Linked DNA regions of Mus musculus: region 1 is linked to region 2. The links are chromatin contacts, called in public promoter capture Hi-C maps. All regions are on one chromosome and are shown on one strand. The core of a region is the stretch at or near the end of the contact, and the rest is flanking DNA. Distances in the headings are between cores, read along the strand shown.

Region 1 (3,044 bases), core at 441-2,940, 35 kb after region 2:
ATACAGACAGAGGTCTGAGCCCAAGAAGTTCTTGCAGGAATACCGGGTCCTTTGACACTCGGGATCATGGTCTTAAGAGCGTTGTAGCTAGGGCCAGGAGACAGTTCTGAGGTTGGTGTCCTGAGACCAGACTGTGAGGTACTGTGGTACAATGAGAAGCTACTGTCTGTCACCCGGCAGCAAGCCACCCCAAACTCTAGTGTCTCCACCATTCCTGTGTCTCCCGTGATTTGGCTTGCATGGCATTCCCCTGTGGGTGCTTATACACAGCTACAGTCAACTCAGAGTGCTGTGGGCTGATGCTCTTAGGTGGTAGCAGCCGTAGGTCTGGGCCTTCAGCCAGATGGGGAAATGGCAAGCCCTGTTCGTGCAGTGTCTCCCCAGCAGAGCAGCCCCCAGGTCCCCAGGGCAGATACCACAGCATCCCGACAGCTTACTCAGAGCTCACTCTGTACTGTGACCTCTGCTAGCTTCCATCCATCCCCTGGAGCCACAGACTTGCTTGGTGGACAGTAGACATTGATACCACTCAGTGACAAAAGCCACAAAGTTTTTGTCACATTTGATCTACCGCTGTCGTCGTAACTCCTATTAAGGTGGGAACAAAGTGAAAACCGAATTGTTTTTGCTGTTTTGAACCTTTTATGCCCTGATTTCCCAAGCACCTTCAAGGACAAGTGGCAGTCAACAATGGGGGTGGAAAATGTTCATTAGCTAGTCTTATTGAAAGGCTGGCAAGCGGGGCTGAAGAGATGGCTCAGCAGTTAAAGGCACTGACTACTCTTCCAGCAACCATATGGTGGCGCACAGCCATCTGTAATGGGATCTGATGCCCTCTTCTGTTGTTTCTGAAGATAGCTACAGTATGCTTATAAACATAAAACAAGTAAATAGTTTTAAAAAAGAAAAAAGAAAGGCTATCAAGCCTCAGGCATGGTACATCCAGGATCTTCAGGGATGTCATTGGAATGTCCCCATTGCCTGTTCTACTCTTTGTTTTTCCTGCAGTTTGACAGTCCCCAGCAGGCTAGCTCCCTGTGCTGACCGGATGATTATGGTCAAGCTCTGTACTTAAAGTCCATGATACAAAGAGAGGGGGGAACCCCTGCCCCGACCCAAAATCCACACCAGAAACAACTGGTTGACCAGCCTGGGTCACAGGGACAGGAGCAGGAAGGACAGGAAGTGAGCTACTTGATTGACATCCACTCTTACCAAAGCCACCCGGAAGGAGCAGATGACATTCCCTTAAGGAGGGCATAGAGACCAGGGACAGCACCAGAGAGAACGAAAACCACGGCAGGACACTGTACCTGAAGGTTTGTTTACATCCAGTGCAGAGCCCAGCACACAGTAGGTGCCCAGTAGATCTCTGTGGCACAAAAAGATAATCAATTCTGTGCTGCTGAGTGTGGAGGCCCAGGGTGGCTCGCTGTGGATGAGGCTGGGTAAAATGCTGAAGATACAGAACAAAAGAAACAGAGTCTCCTGGAAGAGCTGTAACAGACATTCACAAGGACCCAGAGGTCCTTGGCAACGCCCGTGGGCTTCCTCGTGCCCGTGACACCATCTGTTTCCCCAGGCACACAGCTAGAATTCAGTTTTTCCCGTCTTTCCATCACTCTGAGAGGTTCAGGGTACCTGTTCCAGCTTTGGAGAAACAGAGACGTCTTGGTTCCCGTGTTTTCCTAGTGAGGAGGTACATTGGCTCCACCCGTGGGGAACTCCACCCACAGCTCCCCACCCCCCCACCCACCCGAGTGTTCACAAGCATTCAGTGTTCTGTTTCCTGATTCAACTCTGTTCGCTGAGTACATTTTCCCTGAGGCGGACAGAGGGAAACAGGGACTCCCAGAAGAAGAGAAAGAGAGAAATGACCTCTTCAGAATACATAAAAACTATTAAACTAATAATGTCCTCTTGATGGTCAGAGTGCATTCCCATGTATCCCAATCCATTTACCTGTGCTGGGTCTCCAACACCCTGAACATGGGCCTTGTAAGGGAGTGTGCAGAATGTCCTCTGACATTCCCAGGGGGCTGTGGTTTACCACATGAAAGTATTTTTTTTTCTGGGTAAAAAAAAGAGATTCTATTCCTGGGAGACTCCATTATAAGCATCTAGGTACGGATATGTGGTTCTAGCCCAACTCTCTTCTCTCCAGGCCCTCTGCCTGCCCTCTCCCCCTCACCTGCCTTTCCCTTAGTGACACCCAGTTCCTCCTAGATTGTAGAAACAGGCCCAGCTTGCCACCCACACCCATACCAAGCCTCCCTCTTGTCCCCACACAGGACGAGATCATTCTGCTCTTGGGGAGAGAGGTTAATCGGCTCTCTGACTTTGAAATGGAGTCCAAATATAAAGACGCTCTGATCATGAACCTGCAGGCTGAGGTGGCCGACCTGAGCCAAAGGTTGTCAGAGACAGCCGCTGTCGCCGCAGCCAGGCAGAGTAACAGGTGTGACCCGAAGCTCCAGGGCGTGGATGAAGGCGACGATCTCAGGCAGAAGGAGATTGAGAGCATGAAAAGCCAGGTAGGACTCTGGGACAAGCCCGTCAAAGCGTAGAAACACCACAGTCAGAGTGGAGCCCGAGCACAGATAGGAAGAGGGCATCTGGGACGTCACAGAGCATACGGACAGAAGGCCATCACAGGCCCTGTTTCCCAGTGCGGCATGTGTTGGGCCTTGGAGAATGTTCTTTAGATCTGTCACAGTCTTCTGACACCTCCCCCCCCACCCCGAGAGACTGTGGTGGTCCCTGGCTTCACCATGGGCAGTGTCATCAAATGTGTTCCCCACTTGGTCTCCATTTACCAGAAAGCTTCTATTCTCTGGAAACTAGATCCAAATTCCTGTTTTATAAAGATAGCAATTGGGCCGAGGAGATGGCTCAGCTCCTAAAGTACTTGCTCTGCAAGTGCAGGAACCTGAGTTCCATCCCTCCCTATGAAAACACAAGGCATGCAAAGTGGGTGGGGACTCACAAGGCCCCACCCCTGGATGAAGAGCCACAGGCAATCAGTGGCTGCTGTGGGCGGGACA
Region 2 (3,082 bases), core at 155-2,654:
TTTTGTTATAATATGAAAACCATCAGACTTGAGCTGACCAGGGGCCATCTTTGAGTCCCAGTACCTGCCTCCTGCATCCTGCCGCACCCAGCCTGTCTCCCACCCTCTGTCTCCTCAGCTTTTTCCTCCACCTTCCCAAATTCTCTCCCTCTCTGCATCCCGCAATCCTGTAAGTTCTTCAAGACTCAGGTGGAATTCTCCTCTTCTGACCCATCAGACCCTAGAGGCAGAAGGCTGTCTCGCCTGTGTGCCCCATCTTTTCCTCGATGTTAGAAAACAACCTAGACTACCAGCTTACCAAACCAGAAAGGTTTGTTTGTGGTCCTGGTTTTACTGGTTCCAGCCGACATGTTTCAGGCCCCATGTTTTGGCCTTGTGAAGCCGCAGAACATCAGGCATGAAGTATGTGTCAAAGTCAGTTTGCACAGCTTGTGATGGCTGGGAGGGAGAGGAAGGAAGGGGTGTGGAGAAGGAAGGAGAGGAGGAAGAAAAGAGAGAGGGAGGAAGAGAGACTCCCTTTAAGGGCATGCTCCTCCCGAAATTCCCACCACGTCTCAATAACACCATGAACTGGAGATGAAGCCTTCAACATGAGTGTTGGGAGTCATTTAAGAACAAGGCCGCAGCCCCCCTTCTCTACTCCAGTTCCAAGTCCCACAGGGCAATGAGTGCTTCTGGAACCCAGTGACCGGGGATCATTCCTGTCTCTCAGCTCTTGACTGGTCCAAATTCAGACCTGGGTTAGAAAGGACTATCTCTGAGGCTTAAGTTTCTGAACAATACTCGGTTCCCAGGAGAGATGAGAAGACAGGGTAAAAGATGAGGGTGGACCAGGGCTTGGAGAGAAAAGAGCGATTGTTCTCAGAGAGAAAGAGAGTCTTTGCTGGGCGTGGGGAGGAGACCGGATGCCATCAGTCCAAATGGAGTGATTCAGAGGAAACCTGAGGAGAAAAAAAATGACCAGCGAGGCCCCAACCAACCTGTTCGGGAAGGAAGGGAAAAGTTAGAGCCAGGAATGACACAAAACAGTCACCTCACGCCCCACATCTGCACCTCTGAGATGACAAAGGCACCGGGAGAGCATCCTTGCAATGCCATAAATCCTCCAGGAGGTGAGGGGTGACAAAGGGTGAGGTCACCTCAAGCTGCTGCCTGGAACAAGCTTTCTCACCTGAAGCGGCTCTGCCACTGACAGACACACACCCAAAGCCTTCTAGAATCTTCTGTACGGAGACAAGGGCACCTCCATGAAACGTTCCTCAGAGAGCCACTGTGTGCCCGAGTGGACTGGGCGTCGCTCACTCATCGGTCACAAGTGGGCGAGTTATCTGTTCTCACTTCCTAATCTCCCTGGGCACACAGTCCCCACGCCTCCTTCCCTTGGGGCCCATAGCTTCTGTGAGTGGCAGAGCGGCTAAAGCTGACGTCATCAGTCAGCTGCGAAGAAGCCCACAAAGGCTCCAGGCTCCGACTGAGATAGCTCAGCTGATGAAGGTGCCCGAGGCCACGCCTGATGGCCTGAGATCAACCCCGGGTTCCTACACAGTGAGAGGAGAGATTTGACTCCCTTGAACTGCCTCTGACCCCACACCCATGCACTGTGGCAAGCATCCCTTCCCCCACCCCCGCAAATAAATAAACTGCTTAAAACAGCATAACTTATTCCAAACAACAAAAAGCTTGGGCTCCCCACTACTGTACACCCCTGCTTGGGGCACCACTCTTCTCCCCATCCCAGTGGCTCCCACCTTCTCATTTCCCTCAAATCTGACTCACTCACTTATAAAAGAAAAGATAATGAATGTAGCACGCTCCAGACGTTGCCCAGAGAACCTGCGACATTGGGGGAACAGAAAGACCTTTGTTACCATCCGGTTCCACACAGTCTGTGGGTCCCCATGGTGGTCCCGGTCTGGGGTCCCATTTAGGATCTGTTGCCTATTGGAGCTGAAATGCGATGGGTAATATCGATGATTGACTCAACAAGGCTCTGGGAGCATCAAGGAGACTGACTTCATCAGGAGACTGACTTCATCGCAGGCCTGGGAGGGAGGTTCTAGATCAGCTTACACAACCTGTCACTTCCTTTGATCCAAGCCATGAAGCCTTACAGCTCTCCTGGCTGGAGCTGAAGCCGGGATTCACCTCCTGCTGGAATGCAGGGACTGAAGGGGGACCATCCAGAGGTCTCCAAGGAGGGGACAAGGATAGCCAGGAGAGGTGGCTGGGAGCAATGAGATTTTGTGGAGGCTGAAGTTGCAGGCGAGAAGTCAGACTCTGAATGCAGTGGGAAGAACAGGGCGCTGAGGGCTCCCCAGCTTGGAGGAGGGGTGCAGACCTGAGATGGCCCCTTCTCCCTAGACGGTGTCTCTGCCCAGAGGGCGGGGTAGCAGGTAGCAAGCAGATATCCTTCTTTTGACAGCTGTCAGTTATGGTGCCTAAGAATTGACCCTTCCCCTATCACTCATCTATCGATATTCCCTGCTTTACAAACAGGTTATGATTCAATATGCTTGAAATAAATTGAAAATGTCCAACTCAGGAGATAGGACAGCAAAGTGCTGAGCTAGCATAGGACCATGAGCTTGTGACCTCAGCTTGTAAACTCGGGGACATGAGCTTGTAATCCCATCGCTGGAGAGGTGTAGACAGACAGGGGCCCCTGGCCTCACTGACCAGTTGTCTCAGTTTTATGGTGAATTCCAGAACAATGAGAGACCCTGTCTCAAAAAAAAAGGGGGGGGTTTGTCTCCTGAAGAATGGCAGTCAAGGTTGTCTTCTGGCTTTCACATGCATACAGACATACATGCAAGTCGGCACAGACATCCACAGGAAGGAACACCTGCACACTAGAGGGGGGGATAGTGTAAGCAGAAATGCCTTGTGGGTACACTTAACCTGTGGAACACCAGGCAATAGAGCCCATTATGCAGAATACGATATTTTCCTCAGTGAGGGTGTGACAGACAGCTGTAGCCCACGGCTGCTGCCAAGCATTGAGAAAGGGGGTCATGTTCTCTAGCCCAGGAAAGATCAAAATGCAGAAATGCAAATTTTGACTCCTCCTAAACACATAACTGTG

What was found. Promoter capture Hi-C pulls out the DNA fragments that hold promoters and counts their contacts.
Region 1: a contact with region 2 is called in a promoter capture Hi-C map of second pharyngeal arch cranial neural crest, with 2.3 times the contacts expected there. The contact joins the promoter of Fhad1os1 here to the promoter of 4930455G09Rik in region 2. A contact is called at or near these places in 2 of 39 promoter capture datasets (maxillary cranial neural crest and second pharyngeal arch cranial neural crest), 3 of 115 datasets of contacts at active chromatin or transcription factors (bone marrow-derived macrophages, embryonic stem cells and pancreatic cancer cells) and 3 of 9 other capture datasets (adipose tissue, liver and pancreatic islet).

The regions. Positions count from the first base shown.
Region 1 is chr4:141,981,638-141,984,681 of GRCm38.p6, reverse strand. Fhad1os1 (forkhead-associated (FHA) phosphopeptide binding domain 1, opposite strand 1) reads right to left here and starts at 1,690. Exons shown (of 4, transcript NR_040672.1): 1 at 1,642-1,690; 2 at 1,314-1,456. It overlaps Fhad1 (forkhead-associated (FHA) phosphopeptide binding domain 1), which reads left to right. Exons shown (of 32, transcript NM_177868.4): 5 at 2,292-2,534.
Region 2 is chr4:142,016,220-142,019,301 of GRCm38.p6, reverse strand. It overlaps 4930455G09Rik (RIKEN cDNA 4930455G09 gene), which reads right to left and starts at 1,404. Exons shown (of 2, transcript NR_131014.1): 1 at 1,172-1,404.